Linked DNA regions of Zea mays: region 1 is linked to region 2. Evidence: chromatin contacts called from public Hi-C data. All regions are on one chromosome and are shown on one strand. The core of a region is the stretch at or near the end of the contact, and the rest is flanking DNA. Distances in the headings are between cores, read along the strand shown.

Region 1 (4,900 bases), core at 1,285-3,784, 180 kb after region 2:
ATGGATGGCTTCATTCAGTTGAATCAGCAGCCTACGCAATGCACATATTAAACAAAATGGGCGACACCTAAAAAGGGAAAACTATATATGCAGTGATGCCATGACGATCTTACAAGCTAATATTACAGAAAGGTTTTCTTTACGACATGTTCTGCGTTTATGCTTCAAACAAATTCATCAACAAATAGGAACTATTGCAGCTAGCGAACAGGGCAAATCATCATCACCGCAATAGGACAACAGCAGATATTATCAATACATTGGACTAGAGCTCAATCGCTTTTAGAAAACAGTGTACTAATCAGGTCTGAAAACATGGCATAACGCTCTGAACTTGAGACGACTAACCAAAAAAAAGTGTACTCATCAGGACACACATTTCGGTGCAAGACAATCCATGAGAATGCTCTAAGCTACAGCGCTCTTGCCCTTCTTCCTCTGTAGCTTCTTCATGTAGAACTCAAGCTCTTTACCCTCAAGGATGTACCTGTTATATAAAAAGAAAAGGCTACTAAGGAGCTGCAGGTAACGTTATAGGTGGTGAAACAAGGAGATAACTTGAAGCCAAGAAGGATAACATGACAAGATATCTAAAATCAAAACGACCATTATGATTTAAGCAACAAAAGTTTGTAGTACACACACAGATATGCTGCTCTAAAAATACTAAGAAAGTCTGGTGGAGGTCCATTATTTCGTACCCATCAGCTCGGCCACACTGTCCAGGGCGGGAAGAAATGCATGCCAGCAACCGTCCACTGCCAAATTGCTCCTCAATGTGTGGGTCAAGGGTACGTCCCTCCTTGCGCTTCTCAAGCTTCCTCGTGACATGGTTGCTCTTTTTCGTTTCCTCAGCTGCTGCCTCAACCTCTTGTCCCTGGATGGATATTATATCAAACAATAAATGAACCACCAGAGGAAACATATGAGCTACTAGAGTAAAGAAAATGAAAAGTAATGAACTATTGACATCTGCTTTCTAGAAATACTTCAAGCAAACAAAATATATTGATAAAAATTATCAACTTCTACATTTTTCATACAGAAATCTAAAATAGGCTAGTGCAGAAACAAGCTATTCATGTGGTTAAAAAAGAAGAGTTACCTAACGAGCTTATATTTGTCAGCTACAAAAAATGATGTATGAACTACGAAGCCAATACCTTACTAAAACATTCAGTGGTAAATAGTGAGAAGCTGTGTTCCAAGAAAGAATACCTCAGCATTATCCTTCTTTGCAGCAGGGGTTTTCTTCTTCCTACCAATGTCAACTCCATAGTGAGTGAGGTACCACTGCTTGAATGGGGCAGCATCAACTTGCACAATGGCACTCTTCACAAGGGTTTGTGTCCTCACAAGCTCATTGTTTGATGCATTGTAGACCACGTCGAGGATACGGGTCTTGCGGGTAACAGCTTCACTTCCCCATGAGTAGTTACCAGTATCAAGGCGAAGAGCCCTCCACTTCACGTTACCTCCACGAACACGGACCCTCCTCACTGTCTTATTGCTTGACAACTTGGTGTTGGCCGGCTGGCGACCAAGCTCATACCTTCAAGAGAAATGACAAGCAGAATAAACCTTTGAATGTAAGTCCTAGCATAGTACTGCGACACAACAAAGCCATATCGATAAACAACTCTTTTAAGCAAGCCGATGACACCAATTCAGTTTGATGAAACTTGCACACAAATGATCTACAATTTTAGTGCTGCCTCAAACTGTCAAACATGTAGTATGGACTAGTTGTGATAAAAAAGACTATTCTGAGAAACACAAACTTCACCAAGTGAAATTGGCTAATTGCCTTCAAGAAAATTGAAAAATACATAGAATTGACAGATACAATTACTTATGAACTGTCAAGGCTCAGGCATTTCATTGGAAGCATCATGGTAAACAACTTTAACAGACACAGATAATTTTTTATTAGGCAATACTCAGTAACCTCACAATTAAGGGCGACAAGCATATATCACTGGAGTTCAACTAATGATGTCAAGAGAGAAAAACATTATTTGAATCCTTGATACAACTCAGACCAATTAATACCGCATTACCGCTGCAACCACTACAAGATCCACAGGGAATCGACATGCAAAGTTAACAAGTTAGGACCGGTGATCTAATCAAGCAGCAGCATATTACAGAACAAAAGCAGAGCTAAGTGAATCCAGCCGTCAATAACATAGGGAAGAGAAACGGTCATTACTTTCGCTTCTTCCTCCAGGCCTTCTGCTTTCCACCGGTGGCACGGCGCTTGTGCATCGAGTCGCGTGAGATACCTGCACGAACACATCCAAACCATACGCAGAGGCACCCATTAGCATCTCATCAGCCAAACCGAAGAACCATCGCGGCAGCGTCGATCAAACCGGAAACGACTGCGACAGCGTCGCTCAAATCGGAGAACCACCGCGGCAGCTATGTCAGTACAGGCAAAACGAGAAGCAGGTGGATGGAATCTTACCCATTGTGGCTTGGCACAGCTCCTCCTCCGCCTGCTCCTTGTCCGCCCGCGCCGCCGCTCTTCTCGTTGGGCTACACAAGTGAGAGAAGGAAACCCTAAATATCGGGTTTATATATATGGGCTGACCTAGGGTTGGGGATAGGCGCCGGTGGGCTGAGTGAGGCCTAGTGCCCACCAAATTCCCATGGCAAATCGAATCGAGCAAACTGGGCCTGGGCGCACACTATCGACTGCATATCACGTAGCGACTAGCTAGTCCCTGCCTTAGGCCCAGCCCAATTCAAAATAGCGAAAAGGTCTAAACACGTTGAACCGATCGACTTAAATCTGTTTGTTTTAGGGTATAAGGCCTTGTTTGGAAGGGTTCTATTTCAAAAATTATAGTTTTGGTTTTCCAGTTTCATCACGAAACAACTTTAACAGATTGGTAAGATGGTGTTAAAAAATGTTTGTATTATACATAGACTTCAGCTTTTGTAATACAATTAATTTGTGTGAGTTTCTTTAATTACCCTTGATGATTAACGGGTGGAGAAAAAGACATGAATCGGTAGGTCATGTAACCAGTGGCATGTTAGGTGATTTTGGTACAACTTCATGAGGAGGTATAAAAATAGTGTTTTTGAAGCACCCTTTAAGGAGCTTGAAAATTTTCATTAAACTGTCCTCTAGTTTCAATTTTTTAAGCTATAGCTCGTGGAGCTAGACGTGTTTGGATAGAAGCTGAAATAGACTTAAATTTCTTAAAGTAAAGCTCTCCCAAACAGGGCTGAAAACTCTAGTCAAACACGCTTAACTTCACCAACTCAGTTTCACCAAAAAAAAAGGTGAAATTGATCCTAAGTTCACTAAGGGTCTGTTTGAGCTTCATTTCAAAATTTGCAGGTCTACTTCAGCTTGTTCTATCCAAACGGGTCCAGCTCCACGAGCTCTAGTTCCAAAAAAAACTGAAACTAGAGACCAGTTTCATGAAATTTTTGAAGCTCCTCGAAGGGTGCTTCAAAAACATTGTTTTCATACCTCTTCATGAAGTTGCACAAAAATTACCCACCATACCATTGGTTACATAACCTATCAATTCATGTCTCTTTCTCCACCCATTAATCATCAAAGGTAATTAAGAAACTCGCACAAATTAATTATATTACAGAAGCTGGAGCCTATGTGCAAACCAAACACTCTTGAATCCTGTCTTACTAATCTGTTGAAGCCGTTTCATGGAGAAGCTAGAAAACCAAAGCTGCAATTCTTCAAATGACCCTCCCAAATAGGGCCTAAATCTATGAAGCAGCCAAAAGGGTGCTTCATGAATCGATATTTTCAACTCACTCATGAAGTTAGGATGAAATTACCCACTTTTGCCATTGGTTACATGTCAAACGAATCGTTTTTTCTATTTCCGTCACTGATCGATGGCCATGCCAGCGCCTCACACCAAGACCAGCCATCTGCAATACACCTTTCCCCTTCTCCATGGATCCACTACAGTCGTCGCCGACATGCATAGATTGACGTCGGAGCTCACCGGGGACATGTGACGTGTGCCGACAAACCTCAGCATAGAGCTGCTTGAGCTCGCCACCGTCGTTGCGGTGGCCATAGGGACCTGTGCGTGTGGTCCAGCGTTCACTTTCTCAAATAGAAATCAGCAGGTTTCGATGAATTATTCTGTTTTTGTTACTCACCGAAAATCGAATTTTGTTCCGAATTTTAGTAGATTTCGATTTAAAATATAAAAAATACGAAATTCAATTTCGTATCTATGCAAACAAAATTGTGAACCCTAGTGTGGGCAGCCAGAGCTTAGGCATGCCATCTAGCTGCCTCGACACAACCGGGCGTGGGGAATCCGGTAGACGTCAGCATGAGGGCGTCGACCTCCACGCCCACACATCCAATGGTCTACAAGTCGCGGCAGTTATTCAGCTTTTCTTGCATGCCATATGAACTGGTCAGTTGTTTAGTGAACTTTTTTCCAACTTGGTCATTATGGTTACTATACATTGAGTAGACGAACGATAATCATTTTCATGCTTGGTGCATTTGATTGGCCAGGCGGTGACAAGACCTATAATACTACCTCTGTTTTTGAATATTTATCGTATGTTAGTTTATTTTTAAACTAATGACAACTAACAAAGAACGGAGATAGTATTAATTGATTACAACAACAAAAACAATCCCTTACATATTCAAGGGTACAAGAGACTTTTCTAAACAAAATCTCATTTTATTCAAGCTAAAGTTGATCTCCATGCCAAACATATTTAGAAACTCCATTAATTTGAAACAGGGATGCTCAACTATGAAGTTTATTATGAAGCTGAGCTGGTTTATGTGAAGTTGAGCTATGCCAAACACTTCCTTAGCTTACGGAGAGCTTCTGCTACCAGAAGCTGCTTTTGCTCCCTAGATGCATTAGAGTTGTAC
Region 2 (4,944 bases), core at 59-2,558:
CTCTGATTGGATCATTTGCTTTGCCTGGTCCTTGATCCGGAGGATCAGCCTTTTGTCGTCAGGAGTGAGAAAGCTAGCACAGTACCTGAGAAGTGCCTTCTCCATCTTGAGGCACTGGAAAGCATTTTGATTGTTTTTGCAATGGTGCAAGTTAATTGGCAACTGAACCAATATATAAAATATAAACAAGTATGGCAGGCCACAGTTCAGTAATGCAGAGGTAGGGGAACTATACCGATTTGGCTGCAGCAATCAGGGCACTCTTTTCAGCAACAATCCATCCAAATGGATCAGGCTTCTGCTCGGCACAAAGAAAAGCTTCACGATTATGGTCGAAATAGTCCCCAAGGTATTTCTTGAACACATGCAACTCAACATAACCAGGTCTGTAGGGCACCAGCCTCTTCCATCCCCATCCCGTCTCAAGAAGATCTTGGCATGGGCAACGAAGAGCTAATTAGATGCAACGTGATACGTAATAGGCAAATACTGTAGTAAAAAACTAAGAAACCTCCAAATTATAGAACAAAAAACACAGATAGGAAGGGGGGCATACAGCTTTGGCACCAAACCGGCATCATGAGCAAGCAGGAGCATGTATCATATATCTCTGTTAACATATTGATTTTTACAGCAAATCAACTAACATCTCTTCCCTAGATCGGTTGAATCCAGCACCAGCCACACAAGGAGAACATGAACTGGAAGAAATATAAAAGAAAATCGCACCTCTGTTCAGTATCAAATACACCGGCGGAAGCGACGCCACACCGGCCACCATCCCCTCCACAGTTTCCATCCAACTCAACACATGGTATCTAGGGACGTACGAATGATTGATCTCCTGTGTGAAGGCATCTTCTACTCCGGCTTCATCTGCCATAGGGTCATCTGCGGCTGAGGAATCCATTTTAGGGTTTCAGATGCGGGGTGGGGAACAAGTACGGAGCGGCGTAGGAATTGGATGCAGAGTTAAGATTTACGAACCGTTTGCCATGGGCTGTTGCTGGTGCCTTCTGTACGCCTGGACGCCGTGCCGCAATGACCCTCCGCCCAGCTTCCCCTGCTGCCGGCTGATGGCTGACGTTGGTTGCTGGTGAGTCGGTGACGAACAGCAAGTCGTCCGGCAGATCTGAGGAAGCCGTGCCGACTGCTAGCCTGCTACGCGCAGACGTTGGTGAAGATTGAAGAATCGGCAGGGGCGTAGGAGGGGAGGCCGCCGGCACGGAACGATGGACCGCCGGATGGCCGGAGAGGTGGAAGAAGCAACAGCCGCAGCCCTGTTTCTCGATGCGCCGCCGCCTGCGAGAGTGCGAGGCTACGTTTTTCGCCTGGCACACGGGCAGCAACAACCCTAAAAACTTTGCTTTTCCGTTTATACCCCTGAGTAGACATGGCCGCACTGAATTGATTGAGGGGCTACATTGGGTAAAATCAAAAAACGTCTGGTTCATATGTGAACCGCCGGGTCACCGGTTCCACGGAAAACCAGTCTTATTTCCGCTCCGATTACGGTAACGATCGTTTAGCTGAACCGGACCACCAACGCCTTTGGCTCTGCGCCCGAAAGAGGGGAGAGTGGCCGACTGGGGGTGGGCCCCACCTGCCAGCGCCGTTATGCAAGCGGGTCGCCATTGTGTCACGTGGGGTGTGGCTGACGCGTGTTGCCCGGCGGCATCCCCCTCCGTTCCTTTTTTACATTTAGGGCCTGATTGGTTGCCGTATCTAGGCAGCATAGCCGAGCGAGCCAGGTCCGCGGCAGCCTGGCTGTGCATCGCGTGAGCCTGGCTCCACAGATGCGCAGATTTTGGTCGCATCTCCAGAGCCTGGCCCGAGCTCCTTTTTTGCATCGCGAGACACAGGCGCTGATGCATATGCGGCAAACCAAACAAGCGGCAAAGTAGCACGCGCCTGGTTACGTGGATGCAACCTACAACCAAACACACTATGGCCGCATACCGTGAGCCTGGTTGGCCTATATGCGGGCAACCAATCAGGCCCTTACTTGTTACATTTCACCCTCTAGGGTAAAATTAAATATAGGTCCAGGAACAAAAGAGGAAGGGCATAAATTAAATTATTTATTTGTATTTTTGCCCTTGGATGATTCAACTTTTGAATAAAAATTGTATTTGAATTTATTCAAATGAAAATTAAATTAATTAATCTAAAATTTTATAAATACGCACATGATGACATGATTATAATGCACTTAGAGTAAATTATGATACGGAGTATCACAGTTTAGCCTTTTGTCCCTCTTAACAATGTTCAAATGAGATGGTGCTAAATCTAAACATATATACAAAACACATACACTCCCTCCGTTCAAATTATATAAGGTCGGAAGCCTCTCGCCCCGTCTATATCCAAATAGTTATCATTGAGTTTAGATATAGATATAAAACCATATATAGAATAATACATGAATTTATTTAAAACTCAAAACTTCTTGTAATCTAGGAGGGGAATATTTGAAATTCAAAGCCTCCTTTAATTTTGTGGTGGTGAGAGTATATAATTAACATTAATATTTTTCTTTTATAAACTAATTTAAATTCAAAATGGGACTATAGTAGTTTCAAATTTTGGCTCAGCCAAAGGACGGCAGCACGATTACTCATAGCTACCAGCATGTCCATACCGCGCCCATCCCCCCCGCTTAGGCCTAAACTGTTTAGGCGTTGTTTGGATACTTTTGTATTCACCCCAATCTATATATGTTGAGGTGGATTGCTATGGAACTTAAACTAATTTACACCCCAATCCACCTCAATACATGTGGATTGAGATGAATACGAGAGTATCCAAACAAGGTCTTAGTTACTCTTGGAATGAGACGAGTTGTAGTGGATTAGAAGTGATTGAGGAGAATTTAGATCTGTTATGGATTTAAACACACTCTAATTCCCAAGACCACTCCAATCCAAGAGTATCGAGTGTGGGAGATAGATATCCCCTGGGTCACCGAGACACAGATACACACCATGGGCCGCTTGAGAGGACCCCAATAAGTCGTCCAGCAGGGCACCTAATGGGCCTCGACTAGGCGCAACGGAAGCCAACTGAAGTGGTGATGCATAGGATAAGAGGAAGTCCCAAAGCATGCGGAACAGGCATACCGGTCGCACGCAAGTCTCACGGAAGAATCACCTAAGCCCCGGAGATGTGCCCCGTGTACGCGTCACTATCAGGAGGAAGCAACCGAACGCAGGAAGACTCGGCATGCTTGTAGCAAAGGAAAGTAGGCTCAGATAGACTCAATGATCTGTACAGGGATATCTCTTCAGTCGACTATATAAGGCGGAGGAGGTACCCCAACAAAAAAGAGGGAGACTCCATTAGATCGATAGTCAACTCCATCTTCATCCTCTAGCAATCATCTGTGACCCCCGAACTCGAAACAATCTAATACTCAGCATCACACATGACGTAGGATGTTACGCACTTGTGCGGTCCGAACCTGTCTAAATTCCCCGTGTTCCGACGTGCCCCCGCACGTACCATCGAGCAGCGATCGACGTCGCTGTCCTCCTAAAAGCACTGCGTGGTTTACCCCGTAGTGCACAGTCGGTACCAAACATCGATAACCAGCGCCAGCTCCATGGCCATCACCTTTAACACCGCGATTGTCTTCAACGTCAAGGAGGTTTTCCACTTCGGATCCCTCTCCTACATCACCGACCGAAGGGGAATCCTGCACCGCGTCGTGGACGCAGGGAGAGGAGCCCCTACAACGTGAGGCACGCCTTCGCCGGAACCGGTGCTGGAATGTCCGGCGTCACCACACGGCCGGGGAACGGGACCCCACCCAGCCCGTTTCTCAGGACGAGGCGTCCGAGGCTGGAGAGACCCCAGATGAACAGGCATTTCATGAACAGTGGAACTCCCGACAACGAGACTGTTGTCTCGCCCAAGATCACGAGCTAGAGCTGGCGGAACACAACGCCCCGCATCGGCGTGATCACCTGTCTCTTCCACGGAACCTGCTACCCAACTTCGCTCGAGCCATGCAAACTTCGAGTGAAGTTGGTGGAATGCTGGCTCCGATCGCCAACGGCGTACCCTGAACACCAGACACGGAAGGCTATCAGGAGATCCTCACGCGAGCGGCAAACCACCACCTCCCACCAGCTCATCCGGAAGAGGAGTGATGACAAACTGGTCCTTATGCGAGAGGGACAATCCTTCATGCTCACACCTAACCCGGCTGAGCCATCACCTTAAAGCCCTCCTAATCCAGGGAGTCTCTGATCATCCTGCTCAAAGGTGACAAGGGTGATAACCCTTTATCATACCCATTTTGAAAAACATTTTCTTTTGAAAAAACTCACACATTTTTTCAAATCATTTTGTAACAAAAAATTGTAAAGAGTATTCAGAAAATTTTGCGGCGAAGTTCTAAGGCTGGGCGGCCATATTAACATGTCTCTTAGTAGCAAAATCATACAATGCATAAAATAACAGGCTGAGGGATGTGTTTGAAAACATAGGTAATTTATGCATCAATGGGATCCAGTGAGCTTGTCGTGCTTTAACCAGCGAAAGGGTGAGAGCTCGCGGTACTAGCTTTTGGCTTCACCATCTAGCATAGACTCGTGGAATCAGTCTTCACGGGACAGCACGAACGCTCTGATAACTACGTAGCAAGAACAAGCAAACATACAAACCAGCAAGTATATCAACAAATATTCATTATAGTGGTCAGGAATGGTGGTGGATGGGTGAATATTGTTTCGAGTATAGTTTGTGTTGACAGAGTAGAGATGCTTACCCGAAGGGTATATTGGAGGTGAACTAACACTAGAACTGTAGTGGCAGAGCGGGGTACCGAGTGGGTGGGGGTTCGCCTTGGCTTAGGGTGCTGAGGGTGTGGGGGAGGGAGAGGGTAACTCTCTAAGTGTATTTATAGTTGGATGTGTATGGCTTAGTATGGTAGAGTTT

What was found. A called contact is a pair of places that touch in the nucleus more often than the background predicts.
Region 1: a Hi-C map of tassel shows a contact between it and region 2, with 2.8 times the contacts expected there. The contact joins the promoter of LOC103654829 here to the promoter of LOC100272605 in region 2. A contact is called at or near these places in 2 of 25 Hi-C or Micro-C datasets (leaf and tassel).

What each region holds. Positions count from the first base shown.
Region 1 is chr4:241,264,724-241,269,623 of Zm-B73-REFERENCE-NAM-5.0, forward strand. It overlaps LOC103654829 (40S ribosomal protein S8-like), which reads right to left and starts at 2,535. Exons shown (of 5, transcript NM_001378299.1): 1 at 2,471-2,535; 2 at 2,213-2,285; 3 at 1,219-1,552; 4 at 702-877; 5 at 134-487. The coding sequence starts at 2,474. The coding sequence ends at 409.
Region 2 is chr4:241,087,392-241,092,335 of Zm-B73-REFERENCE-NAM-5.0, forward strand. It overlaps LOC100272605, which reads right to left and starts at 1,309. Exons shown (of 6, transcript NM_001147068.1): 1 at 988-1,309; 2 at 730-897; 3 at 557-610; 4 at 236-432; 5 at 1-114. The coding sequence starts at 997.